Linked DNA regions of Mus musculus: regions 1 and 3 are each linked to region 2. A link is a contact called in public Hi-C and HiChIP or PLAC-seq data. All regions are on one chromosome and are shown on one strand. Each heading gives the region's core, a stretch centred on a gene start, on an enhancer-like site or on the middle of the called end of the contact. The rest is flanking DNA. Distances are from core to core; before and after follow the strand shown. Region 1 holds the start of Ninl (ninein-like). Region 2 overlaps Pygb (brain glycogen phosphorylase). Region 3 holds the start of Apmap (adipocyte plasma membrane associated protein).

Region 1 (4,529 bases), core at 1,953-4,452, 200 kb after region 2:
TTTTTGATTTCCCTAATAGACAGCTATCCCCTCAGGGAAACTCCAACACACCAAAACCATTACTTACTACATGAAGCAGACCCAGATAAGGTAACTGGGATATCACAACACACAAAAAAAGAAAACACTGCTTTTCTCTAAAGAGATACAAAACAATGCACACACACACACACAAAATTCCCTGCAATACATGCCAACATTTTTTCCAAACTTGAGCAATCAAAATTATGTGTAGGGCTCTGGTTTCTTCCAGAAATAAAACATGACTTGCAGGAAAGGGAGAGCATGCTCCATCCAGCCTTTGGGAAACAAGAAGCCTCATGTGCTCTCTCCATCACTTAAATCTTACTAGAGACAAGGGGAAGTGCCGTGCTAGACATAGGATCCATGAACGGAGATTTACTCCACACGGCTCATCAGTTCCTTAAAGACCTCTGTTGGTTCAAACAGAACTGTCAGAATCCAGTAGGCTCAGGGTCACCCAGGAGGATGGGGGTTGGAGGAGCCAAGCCTGCTACTGAGGTCACCTTCCAACAGCTCCAGGGAGAGTCCAATCCAAAGTTTTGGCCTCCTGCTGTGAGTAACAAAATTTCTGGCACGGAGCCTGAATTTCTAATTCATTATTGAAGCCAAGGACTGAGTTAAACCCAAACCCAGAGTCACGGACACTCAATTACTGATAAGCAGAAAAGTAAGAAAGCAAAGCATACAAAAGGAAACTCTTCCAGGCCAGGAATCTTCCAGTTCAGGTGTGAGGCCAGCACACTGCCCCAAATTTTATATCCTGCTTTCGGATCGTTACTCAGCCAGGCAAAGGAGAGGTAGCTAACAGCTGCCTAGCCATGACATTACTCAAGGGCAGGTATCCACTTTAGGAAGGAGGCACAAATGTCACATGGATTATCTTGAAAATTTAGAGAGGACCACCCATCAAATAACATCCAAACCCCAAAGTTTACCATGAGAATTCTGCTGCCATTCCTAAAGATGCAAATTCTAAGAAATTTATACCTAGCTGTCAGCAAATGACCACAGCCCATTATGTCCTAGCATGGACCTAGCATGTCTTCAAATCGCAACATAAAATGAGTTCAAGAAAAGCCCATTTTCTATTAGCTTATATTAGTTTTTAAAAGGTAAATCCTAACTTTTTCTTTATAGAGTGTTCTTTTTTTCTAAGTCAGTATTGTTACATCTTATCTGAAGTTCCAGTTTTTGGAGAAAGCTTACTACTTTCTCACACTGAAAAAAAGACGCAGTATCCTCCGATTCTTACCGAATCTCCATTTTATGTAACAGAGTTCCTACTTTTCTTTACCTTATGAAGACGGGTGTTGCTAATGATGGGGATACACACTATGAAGTGTCATTCAGCAATTCCGTTACTGCACTCATATCACCATGTGCGCATATACTAACCTAGAAAGAGTTTATCACCTGAGTGGCCTCGCAACACAGTTAACAAGCTCCATATACGTGAGATGCGTGAGGTTGCTGCTGGCATAGCAGAGCATATTGCCTTACAGCAAGCAATCTAAATAGCAACACTAAGACCCTGGCCGAAGCATAGTCTTCTACATAAACAAGTAAGAGACGCTTCTCCTTCTTATTGTTACTGGGCTGGGGATGTGCTTCAGCAGGAGGCTGGCATATCTGAGACCATGGGCTCCATTCTCAGAAACCCCAAGAGTAAATACCATGCACTACACCTAACGGGATGCAATAACTCTTATAAAGCTAGATTAGACTGTTGACATCAGAGATTCATTACAAGGTTACAGGGATGACACCCCTAATGGGAATTTTTCAGTTCCTATTAGGACCACCTTCACATATGTGGTTTGTCTTCCATCAAAACATTAGTGTCTGGCAACTGACTACAGACTAGTTTGATCTGTAGTCGTCTAAGCCACTAACAGATAACATAAAATGAACAGTAGAGGCAAGCTGGCTGCTGCCCTAACTGCCCTAACTCCACAGGCACGTTCCTTCTCATTCGCGCCTGTTCTTGCACACAGTAGTTCATAAACTGACCAACCTTCTTCCCTCTTTTTCTTTTCTCCCACACACCCCTGCTTTAAAAGCAGTAAATCCATAGTCAAGAACCTGGAAATCTCAGGCAAACACCATCTTCACGGTCCCTCTCTGCTACCTGCCTTGCGCATCAAGTGAACTTCTGCAAGGGCCATTTCTGGACCTCCTTCCTGGTTCTAAAAGTCGGCTAAATGTTGTAGAGGAGAGAGAAGGCATCACTCTTTTCTTCCACCCCCATATAACGAGCTACAGAGAGCGCCTGACAATTTAGGTATTTAAGAAACTTTAAGTTGGTCTCCCATCGTGCAATTTGTTGCCTGAGACAGCTAGAGCCCAAACACCAGGTCACTGCTTCTCAATTACCGATGGACCAGCCTCGCAAGTGCACAACAAAGTAGCAGAATGGTGCGCAGGCAGGGACGACCTTGACACAGAAGCAACAGGCTTCTCCGCCCCAGAGAGAGGTGTCCCAGTTTTCAACAACTAAGTGCAAACTGATAATACAACCAGAGATCGCAAGGACGACTTCACCAGTCACAGGAGGGACCGACGCGCGGCAACAACGCCAATAGGTGCTCTCAATCAAGCATGGTCCCTGGCTTTCCCAGGGGCACTGAGAAGGGGGCTCAGACACAGGCTGGGGTCGCCTCCCGATCCGGTTCCCCTCGTCAAAAGAGGACGAAGGCGGGAAGCACGGCGGGCCCAGGCATCCCGCTCTCTGAGTACGTCAAAATTTGGGGCGGCAGCTGCACCCCACTAGCACGCTGAGTTCGGTGCGGACCACCGTTCCCGGTCCGAGTGCGCCGCAGAGCAGTGAGACTCTGGTGTGGCTTTCTGAGCGCGCGCCTGCATCGCAAGCATCGGCTCCGCTGTGTACCGGCCGCTGCACGAGGATGCGGATCCCTTCGGCCCGGCTCGGCCCTCCTCGGCCCAGCTCGGCCCCCCTCGGCTCCGCTCGGCTCGGCTCCCCTCCCCTCAGCCCTCTCCCACGCCCTACTCACCTGGGGAGTGGGAGGCTCGGCTCTCTGAACGCTGAGTTCAGGATGCGGGCTCCGGCAGCCCGGTGCAAAGCGAGCCGGGTAGGACACCCCAGCGCGCGTCCCTCGGCCGCTCTTTGTGTCTGCCGGCCGCGCTCCCCTGGGCTCCCAAGGCCTCTGGGCGCCGCCCCCTCGTTCTCGCGGGGCCTCCCCAGGGAAGGGGCGGGGCTCCTTGGGGGCGGGGCTTGGACGGGCGGGGCGAGGAGGCAGGCGGAGCTGGGCCAGGGGCCTAGCTGGTATGGAAGAGGAGGATGCAGGATGACTTCAAGGCTCTGGGAGACAGGGTGTTAAAAACAAACAAACAAACAAAAAACTAACAACAACTAAACTAAAAAATAAGAGACTCAAGTACTTTCAAGTGGAAGAATTCCACAGAGTGGTAGGCAGCCAGGAACCAGTAAAAAGCCCATACTGTACTCTGATGAACCATATACTTGGGCTGTATCCCTTTTCATGTGTCATAACTTGCCCCAACCAGTGATGGACATGACATGCCTACACCCTGTGGCAGAGGTGTAGCTGTGGGGCATATAACCAGGGCCCTGCTTCCCTCTAGATTATAACCTGAGGTTCCCAAAGTGTGGTATGCCATAGTCGCCACTGTGCAGAGTGTATTTTATCAGGACCAGGGAGATGGCTCAGTTTGTAAAAGCACTTGCCTTGCTAGCCTGATGACCTAAATTCAATCCCAGAACACATGTAAAGGTGATAGGAGGTGCTGGAGAAATGGCTCAGCAGTGAAGAACACTGGCTGTTCTTCCTGAGGACCCATGTTCAATTCTGAGCACCCACAGGGCAGCTCACAATTATCTGTAACTCTAGTTCCAAGGGATCCAGTGTTGACTTCTCCTCAGACACCAAGAGTGCATGTGTTGCATAGATATACATAGAGGCAAAGCACCCATACATATAATTAAAAAAAAAAAACCTTAGAAAAATCAACTCCACAGAGCTTTCCTCTGACTACACACACACACACACACACACACACACACACACACACACACACTGAGACACATGCCGTTCTGAACACAGACATATAAGCATCATGCACACACACATTCACACAATAAGTTTTAGAAATATTTTTAAAGACTATATATTCTCTAAATCTCCTTATACTCTGGGTTTTCCATGTACTGTTAGAGAATGAACTTAGAGTTAGATGATGAGATTCACAGGGCCATTCACTGGATGTTGGACTTTGTGCCACCCAGTTACACAATCTGGGAGATCTTCACTTTGTTCATCTGTGAAATGGAGATGTGAAAGACACTTTTTGCAGGGACATGAACTAATTGATCCAGCCAAACCAGCAACCCAAATTAGCCATCACAGCAGTGGCTCCTAGCCAGAGAGGAGCGGGGCGGGGCATGTTACTCCATCCCCCCCCCCCCCCCGACCTATAGCAAATAGCTGAGGTAAGAATAAAGAAGGGGGAATAGGGTTTCTATGGAC
Region 2 (4,549 bases), core at 1,963-4,462:
TTTTGTTTTGCTTTCTTGCTTTGGAATGGATTTGGGTGTGGGATGACGGCTTAGTGGTTAAGAGTGCTTGCTGCTCTTGTAGAGGATCCAAGTTCAGTTCTAGGTATATGAAATGATTCCTCACCCTCTGTAACTCCAACTCCCGGAGATCAGGCACCCTCTTCTGGCCTCTGTGAGCATCTGTTCATACATAGCATATATGCGTGTATGCGTGCACACATGTGCGCACACACACATGCACACACACACACACACACACAAATCTTCAAAAGAAGGAAAGTATATTGGTGTATACCTAGGTACATTGGATTTCATCAAAATCATAATTAGCAGCTTGTCGAATTTGCTTACTTGCTTACTGTAAGCTGGCTGGTAGCCTGGCGTTATGACGTATTTATAACCATTGAGCTCTTCTTTGTTCTTTAAGGATCTTACTGTATATGTAACCCCAGCCAGTCTTGGACTGGGAACCCTCCTGCTTTAGCCTCCTGAGTGCTGGGATTACAGAAAGGGTCACCATACCACATGAGATACATCTAATTTTGAATGGTTACCATTAGTAGGTTTTGAAATACCTGAGAACTTTCACTTCTGTGCATTGATGAATATTAAATTGTACTGTTGAATTTTCAGTCTGAAAGAAATCAGACTCAAGACTTAAATGCTTTCAGCTTGTTGGAGGAGCTGTAGTAAATAATACTGAAACGTCACCTCTGCTTTGGTTTGCAGTTGGGGTTGGACTTGGAAGAGCTAGAGGAGATAGAGGAGGATGCTGGTCTTGGGAATGGCGGCCTGGGGCGCCTGGCAGGTAAGCTGCTCTGCATCCTGTTGACTTGGTGGGAGATCACAGGAAAAGGCCAGTGTCACATGTGCTTCTGACACCCACCTATCTCTCTCAGAGATATGGCCTCCCTCAGACACGTGGGCAAACGTGTTTGTGTCAAAATCTTTGTCATCATTAGAGAGAGAGAGAGAAAAAAAAAGGAAAATGTACATTTTCTTCCAGCCATGTTTGTCAGCTTTGGGTCAGTGGTGCCAAGAAGGTTCCCATGGCTCCCCCACCCATCCCCCTAACACTTAGGATTCAAAAGCCAGTGCTTTGGTAGTAGTGCCCATGCCCAGTGAGGCTATTGCTCCCAGCCAGTAAGCTGATGGCTTTTGTTAGAATAGGGCCAAACATTGGGCCATGTTGCTTTGTGTGGCTATCACATTTGAGAGCATGCCCAAGTGACATTTACTTCTTTGAATATTTTACAGACTTTTAGGGGCTGTACAAGCTAGGTTAAAAACAAACAAACAAACAAACAAACAAACAAACAAAAATCCATAGAAGCTGAAATAGCAATCTGGCTTCGTGGTGGGGTGAGGGAGAGTGAGTGTTCAGTATCCTTTCTGGAAGTTGCTATTTTATAAACTGAGACATGCTTTAAAATGTACGCGTGTGTTTTTTCACGTGTTAACTAAATTCTTTGAGATTTCTACAGCATCATGTTTCTTTCAGATAAAACTTTACTTGAATCTACATAAAGAAATGACTTGGCAGCCAGGCCTAGTGGTGAAGTCTCAGCACTGGGGGAGGGAAATCTCTGAGTTTGAGGCCAGCCTGGTGTAAAAAGGGAGTCCGGGACAGCCAGGGCTGGTTACACTGAGAAACCCTGACTTGAAAAATCAAAGAAAAAAGAAATGACTTGTCCTGCCTACCTCACCCTGCTTCGGGTCTGGCCAGGCTTGGTGTCTTGGACTCACTCTTCAGCTACTCTTCGCCCAACCCTCCATGACATGTGGCCGTCACTATCCTGCCTTGTGCTTACTCTGTTGACTCGGAGCCTGTGTTCCTTCCTGAGTGTTCTTTAATAAGCTTTGCAACAGCCTGGTGAGCCCACCGCTGATCTCGGGGTGGCCCGCCTCTGACTTGGTGCCCGCCACGGTGTTTTCATGTTCCTTGATGCCAGGTACCTTTCCTTGTCACCTGCCCTGCATGGCCTGGACCCAGATGCCCTCCTCCCTGCCAGCCTCTTCTCTGGCCTGGTGTGGGTTCAGGATGGCTTGATTGGTCGGTATCTTTCCCAGAAGAACGAGTCCAGCACAGGCGTCCAGGCCTCTCATTCCTCTCCCTTGCTGGTGTTTGCATTTGGTGACTCAGACATGTATTTTACCTGCTAGTGTTCCCCGTGGCACCCTCCGTACTATGCCCCTGGTTTCTTTCTCCTTCCTTTTTTCCGGTTGTCCACTTTGAGAAAAGATCTTACTGTGTGGTGCTGGCTAGCCTGGAACTCACTATGTAGACTAGGCTGGCCTCAAATCCACCAAGATCCACCTTTCTGTGCCCCTGGGATTAAAGGCGTGTAACCATCATTCCCAGCCCAAGTCAGAAATTTTAACACAGCTTCTTTCTGCATTTTTATTCAAAACACTTGCAATTTTCTTTCTTTCTCAGGAAGTTTTTTTTTTTAAACTGATTTTTCTAAGACTTATTTATTTATTTAAGTACACTGTCACTGTCTTCACACACACCAGAAGAGGGCATCAGATTCCACATTACAGATGGCTGTGAGCCACCATGTGGTTCTTGGGAATTGAACTCAGGACCTCTGGATGGGCAGACAGTGTTCTTAAACCACTGAGCCATCTCTCCAGCCTAAAACTGATTTTTCAAGAAAAATAATTTTGTGAATATGGGTGTTCTATCAGCATCACATGTATACATGTGCACTGCATGCATGTCTGGTGCCTGCAGAGGTCAGAAGAGGGAGGGCATCAGCTTCCCTGGAAGTGGAATTAAGGACAGTTGTAAGCCATCTTGTGGGTGATGGGAAGTCAACCTGGGTTCTCTGTAAGAACAGCCAGTGCTCTCAACCACTGAACCCTGAAGCACCCCTCCAGCCTCCCTCAAGAGGTTTCGATCGGAACAAAACAAGAGCTCCATTTGCTGACATGCTGCTCCCGCTAATGTTGCAGACCGTAGTGGGGCTGTGGAGTGTGGGTGTTTAGTATTCAGAGCCATGAAGTGCACGCCATTGGCCTGGTTTCTGTGGCTTATTCCCACGAATAGAGGCTCAGATGAGTCCCTGCTGTCAGAGCTGTAGATGGAGGGTGCACATTTCAGAGCAAGTTGGCAAAGAAAGGACTTGACCATGATCTCTGGGAGTCCTCACTCTTACCCTGCTCTTGGGTAAGGAGGACTCCAGTGTGCCCTTTTGTGAAACTCGAGGTTGCTATGGTTATCCCTGGCTCCCTCCCTGCCAACTCCCTGGCCAAATCCCAGTGGAACCTTGCTGTCTACCAGTCAAGTCTGTTAATGGGTTGCGATTTGTCATTTGATTTTTTTTTCAGCCTGCTTCCTTGATTCAATGGCCACCCTGGGTCTGGCTGCATACGGCTATGGAATCCGATATGAATTTGGGATTTTCAACCAAAAGATTGTCAATGGCTGGCAGGTGGGTGACTTTAGGTTTGACCGTTGTTTTCCAGTCCTCGTTCATACTTGGAAGGGAGTGAACTCTTGGAGTGAACTCATCTGAGTGTGCTCTGTACTCATGGAGAGAGCTGGCTAGTTCTCAGCACAGGGCAGCAGGAAGCAGTCAGCTCTGGAGAGGCTGGTCCTGTGTGGGTCCTTGGCAAATAGCTTCTACGTAGTGACAGGGAAATCATGTGGGGAGATACACGGGTTCATTTGAGCTTCTGGAGACCCCAGAGGGGGCCACCAACAGTGGTAGGCAGGGCACCACAAACCATGTGCTGGTGTCCAGGGGTGGATTGTACATGGGGTAAGGATATTGCTGTTGGGGTTCATCCTCTGGGACAATTGGATAACTAGAAAAGCAAAGGTGGGTATGGTGACTCATGCCTGTAACTCTGGCCCTCCCAAGAGGCCAGAGGCAGGGGGATTGCCACAGGTTTTGAGGATAGTCTGGTTTACTTTTTGAGTCCTAAGCCAGCTAGGTCTACATAGGAAGACCCTGTCCCAAAACAATAGCCTTGACTAGACTAGGACAAAAGCAATTGTTATCCCTTTAGTGCCCACCCTCTGCCTTCAGCACCACTGAGGCAGCGATTATAGCAACAAGTGCAGGCATGGCTGTGCAGGGCTGCGGGCTGCGGGCTGCAGAGCTCTCTGCTGGGAGGACTGAGGATCCTGGCCTAAGAGTGGCCCTGCTGCTGCCTGTGTTTGGGAAGGTGCTGCTTCTGTAGCTGTCTTTGGGATTATTCCATAGGACACACCAGCCGTGGTACTGAAAAGTTTCAGTGATAGACCAGGGACTGCTGCCATAGTATCAAAAGGCAGGATTGATCACCATGTACGGAGGCGTCCTGTTGGGACTAAAGAGATAGATGGATAGCGACTGGATCTGTGTCACTTTCCTGCACACCCTAGATAGAGATTCCTTATTTCTGTGAAAGAACCATTTAAAAAAACAATTCCATCAGGGAGGTTGCAGCTCATTGGTCGAGCACTTGCCTGCCACGCACAAGGCGCAATCCCTTGCACTTTATCAGGTGGAAATGGTGGCTGACTCTTGAAATTCCAAAACCTGAAAGGAGGAGACAG
Region 3 (4,578 bases), core at 262-2,761, 200 kb before region 2:
TAAGACATTGGAAAAGATCAGATGGAAAGAGACAGTTTGGTGTCTAATTTGTAGTCATTAAGGAAGAAATCCAACAGAGAACCTTAAAAAAAAAAGATAAATATGCCCCTTTGCCTGTGGGTCACAAGTATCACAGAAGCTGTTCTAAATATCAGGCCAATCTATCAAGAGTCCCCGGGTACCCAGGCTTCAAAACACTTTTCTTCTCCAAGTGCCCAGATAGGGCTCTCCACAGCTCCACCCTTTCCTAGTTCTCCTAGTTCCTGCAGTTAGGTTTGGCCACTCCTTGCTTATCCATTAAAAGACTCACCAACCATTAGCAATTAATTAGCAATACCCACAACAAGCAGGGTGAGCAATTTGTCATAATCTACCCACATTTAGCAAGGTGAGTCCTAGTTAATGAGATCTCAAGGCTACCTAGGATGGCTGGTCTCCCTAATCAAGATCCATACTAGTTAGTACCTTCCTGTTCTTTTACAAACTCCTCTTTCCAAAGCCAAAACATGTTTGTATGTTTATCTTATTACCATTAGTCAAACCGATCATCAGAAGCAAAAACTGTCTCTCATCTAGTATGCACCACATCCCTTCATCACATTGCTGGTGACCAAAGAAATATTTCTAATATTTCTATCATATAAGTTAATTCCACAACTTTGAGGCTGATCTAGATATTCAAAGTACAAAATTCTGGTCACCAAGTTGAAAAGTCAATTTTAAATGTCTTCTAGTACGGTTTAAGGAGCATGCTTCATATGTGGGCTAATAGTGCATTTTGAAAGTCAGAAAGACTGGGGCCCAAAAAAAATTTTTCTTTTTAAGGATTTACTGTCAGTAACTACTGTCCCTATTACAAAAACCTGCAAGGCCGAATTCTCAGAAACACTGCCAACAATGTCAGTCGGTTCTCTACTCCACGCTGAGGAGTACAGACTGCGCGGCGTCAATAGATGCAGGAGGAGGACCTTCGCAGAAAGGAAACCCAGCATCTTTTCTGACTTCTCTTTAAGGAAAGTGAATAACAAGGAACGCGAAAGAATCGGCTGACGGCAGTGGTCAGGTGGCTGTCCCAGGAGTATCAGAGGTTCCAACAAGGACAAGTCGGGAAGATGCGTGCAACTAAAGAAAGGCAAAAGGCGTTGGCTCCAGCGGCTGGGTGGCAAGAAGGGACAGAAAAGGTCCACAGCAGCGTGAGGGAGGACAACCAGGTCCACGCAAGGCCTCGCCCCGCAGATTGTCCTGTCAGCCCGAACCCGGCTCCTGGGTCCAAGCCGGGATAATGAGGAGGGTTCTCTCCCGTGGGATGATCCCAGCCCAGGTCCTGCCTACCTGCCCTCCTTGACCTCCGGGACCTGGCCATCGTCCGTGACGACCTGCGGCCGCAGGGGCCGACGCTGCCGCAGCCCGTCCGCTTCGCTCATTCTGCCGCCTCTCCACTGACACCTCCAACAGCGCCTTGACACTCAGCAACGCGGGTTTCAGAACTACTCCCTGGCGCGAGGAAATGACGTAAACTTAGCGCCGGAGCTGCAATGCAGGCCCCGCCCCCTTTTGGAGATTGGCACAGCAGTAAGGCTCCACCCCCTGGCCCCAGCCTACAGCTGCAGGCAAATGGTGAGGGGGTCCCTCCCTCAGTGAGCCGAGTCTGGATAGTGAGGCTGTAGCGGGTCTTCCTCAAGTCCGAGTGCTGGGCGGTGAAGTCTGCAGTAACAAGCTTGCAAAGAGAAGATGCCACTGATTCTTAACGAAATGTGTTCAATGCAGTAATCCCCGCCTGAACTGTTATCTTTTCTGAAAAGATTCCGCTAAAGTTCAAAATGTGTCCTTTTGGTTAAGATCAGATTTTGACTGCTAGATCGTCAAGTGGTTATACAATAGACATTTGATAAATTTTCTAAAGGGAGTTACCTAAAGACAGGCCCAAGTAGAAAAGACTGCTAATAGCAAAACTTTAGGAATCATGAAGCAACCACCAGGTAGTGCTTCCACGGTATTACAGCGAGTCGGACATACTCCAGGAGGTGAAGTGAGCAGACTGCAGGCAAATCCCTCCTTTCTGGAACTAATGAGAGCCATGACTTCAATACATGTAAATTTTAATACAGTGGTGATTTTAAAGAGAGAAACTTGGTCTAGTGGAAGCATTTAGCCGGTGAAGGAATGTGGGGGTAGGATTGGAAGAGAAAGGGCGGACAGGAGAATTTCAGGCAGCAATAACCAAGTAGGGCATTGGGAAGGATCTCTAGGATATAGGTGCTGGATTTTGTACCTCACTTGGGATTTTACAGAAGCAAACATGCCATTATCTTTTCGGCACTAGATGGCGATAGAATGCCACCTCAATGTTCTTTTTCCTCTCGCTTGAGGGAAGTGGAGATTTCTTAACACAGTTCTGTAGGGATCTCAGGTTATATATAATCCAAGGCTTGGCAACATGGTACTTGATTCCATCATTGAAGACAGACATTATAAAGATAATATCGTGGGTAATTGTAACAACTGCTGTGTGGGTCTGGCGCCTACCTGGAGACCTGAATGGCTTCCCCTTCTGATTGCATGTCTCTGACTTTGTCATGTTACTCCTTGTTTCCTTGTGATACGTTTTTTTTTCTACCTCCACCTAAACCACTTTTATCATCCAGAATCCATCTCAAGAGTCATTGCTGAAAATCTCTCATTAACTCTCCAGAGTATCCCCGTCTGTGGGAGGCTCTGTGAACATTCCTGAGCTGTCACAAGTAGCCAGTTACATCCAGTGCCTGTTACATGGATTATGCGTATCCTATGCCCAGTGTGAAACACATGGGCCAAAACAACCCGGAACACACACACGAAGAATAAAAAAGAGTTGAATACACTGAACTTCCTACATAAAAGGAATTCACCAGACGACCTGTGAGCTCCTCAGTTATGGAAGACTGTTCATGAAATTCAGGGCTAAAGTTAGAAATGGTCTTGGAACGGATCGGTTAGAGTTTGTAAACTAGGAAAGTGTCTGGAAGAGCCAGTGGCCATATCTCTAAAACAAATAAGTCCACAGGGAATTGCTGGGAGATACACTCATGGCCTTATCTTGAAGCACATGAGTCTGAATAAGCTGGGGTTAGAATAGGCTGAGCTTCGATCATTTGTGTTATGCAATATGACTTAGGGGTTTTCTGTTTGCAAGTCACGGTAAAGTCCATTCTGCTTGTTGTATGTGGTCTTAGTGCTCTCTTGTCCCACATCACCCTCCAGCCCTGCAGCCAATCAGCATTACTGTCTCATTGTACCAACTGTTTGCACAAAGAGAAATGGGACTGCCATGCAAGGTTAGCTCAGGTTTCCCAACCTCAGCACTGATAACATTTGGGGCGAGATAATCCTTTGTTGTAGAGGTAAAGTGGCAGTTGTCATGAGTATAGGATATTTTGCACCACCCCTGGGGCCTTTACCCTTTAAATGTCAGTAGCACCCCACCTAGTTTAGTGCTAAAGTTAATCTGGAACACCAAAAATTTGTGAAAAATTTGGTCCTCAGCATGGGTGATACTGGAAGGTAATGGCATTTGTAAGGAGTTGGCCCTACTGGGACACTGGAGGCATGCCTTTGATGAGGGTATGGGAGTTAATCCCTTTTCTCTTTTACTTTTCCCATTTCTCCACATTGGAGTAGCAATTGCTCACCACATACCCCCACCATAATGTACCACCACAGACCCAAAGCAGCCAACTGATCATAGGTTAAAGCCTTTACAATCCTGAGTCACCGTAAACCTTCTATAAATTGATTGCCTCAGTATTTATTATAATGACAAGAGATTAGAAACAAATAATATTTTTTTAATATCTTGAAACATTGCCCAAATGTCCTGCAAGGGACAAAAGGGCCCTTGACTGGGAACCACTGGGTGAGACTACTACACATCCTGGGACTTACGATGCAGCTCACTTTCGCTGAAACGCTCGTCTACACAGACGACATTTATCACAACAAAAATGGGGCCATCCCAGCATGGAAAAAGAAGCACATGATATTATGCAGTCATCTCCCAATGTGGTAAATTAGACAAAATAGAAACAAACCTGAATTTAGTCTTAAGCTTTACCCTCTAATCCCATACTGATTCAATTCTTTATACAGATACTTCCCAAATGCCTGTCAGGTCCTAAGGGTTGTTACAAAACAAAGGTCCTCAGATGTGTCTATATTCATGGTTGTAAATGGGGAGGGAAGATAGAAAACATAGATGACTGTTATAAAGGAGTGGCACAAAGGACAGGCTAGGTATCCTGAGACCTTCAGGGAAAGCTGTGCTGACATAGGAGTAAACCAGCGGAGCATGTGCACCAACTCTGGATAAGTAAGATTCCAGATGAAGAGCTGGGAGGATAGAGAAGGGCAAGAGACAAAGTAGGAGGACTTGAGGGGTCCTGAGGTTGGTGACCAAGGGGTGATAAGCAAGGGTAGGCTTCAGGGTCCACTGATGAATGATGAACCATCTAAAGGGGACAGCAAATGACTAGAAAGTGGAAAGAAGGGCCCAGAGAGAGAACTAAATGGTTAAGCACATTTGCTCTTGTAGAGGGTCCTGGT

What was found. Hi-C and Micro-C count contacts between places; a contact is called where the count stands out from the background. HiChIP or PLAC-seq counts read pairs in DNA pulled down with a chosen protein or histone mark.
Region 1: a contact with region 2 is called in a Hi-C map of neural progenitor cells, with 4 times the contacts expected there. The contact joins the promoter of Ninl here to the enhancer-like site in region 2. A contact is called at or near these places in 1 of 39 promoter capture datasets (embryonic stem cells), 6 of 15 datasets of contacts at CTCF or cohesin (embryonic stem cells, large pre-B cells, liver and 2 more), 106 of 484 Hi-C or Micro-C datasets (the 63-12 cell line, the AML12 cell line, B cells and 56 more), 17 of 115 datasets of contacts at active chromatin or transcription factors (the HPC-7 cell line, Th17 cells, astrocytes and 7 more) and 4 of 9 other capture datasets (adipose tissue, embryonic stem cells, liver and 1 more).
Region 3: a contact with region 2 is called in an H3K4me3 HiChIP or PLAC-seq map of stem cell-derived neural progenitor cells, with 28 read pairs. The contact joins the promoter of Apmap here to the enhancer-like site in region 2. A contact is called at or near these places in 14 of 39 promoter capture datasets (the 3T3-L1 cell line, the C10 cell line, the HPC-7 cell line and 9 more), 1 of 15 datasets of contacts at CTCF or cohesin (large pre-B cells), 33 of 484 Hi-C or Micro-C datasets (the AML12 cell line, B cells, the Ba/F3 cell line and 27 more), 10 of 115 datasets of contacts at active chromatin or transcription factors (astrocytes, a beta-TC-6 cell line, bone marrow-derived macrophages and 5 more) and 5 of 9 other capture datasets (adipose tissue, embryonic stem cells, liver and 2 more).

Annotation. Positions count from the first base shown.
Region 1 is chr2:151,006,196-151,010,724 of GRCm38.p6, forward strand. It overlaps Ninl (ninein-like), which reads right to left and starts at 3,203. Exons shown (of 24, transcript NM_207204.2): 1 at 3,036-3,203.
Region 2 is chr2:150,805,464-150,810,012 of GRCm38.p6, forward strand. Pygb (brain glycogen phosphorylase) reads left to right here. Exons shown (of 20, transcript NM_153781.1): 3 at 730-808; 4 at 3,334-3,437. Among named protein-coding and RNA genes, the nearest start is that of Pygb, 21 kb to the left of the region's middle. Within about 2 kb of position 3,213, at least 29 of the 459 cell types and tissues checked have an H3K27ac peak or open chromatin away from gene starts, as enhancers often do. A contact at or near this core is called in adipose tissue, astrocytes, neural progenitor cells and 3 more, where this site is marked.
Region 3 is chr2:150,607,056-150,611,633 of GRCm38.p6, forward strand. It overlaps Apmap (adipocyte plasma membrane associated protein), which reads right to left and starts at 1,512. Exons shown (of 9, transcript NM_027977.3): 1 at 1,333-1,512. The coding sequence starts at 1,424.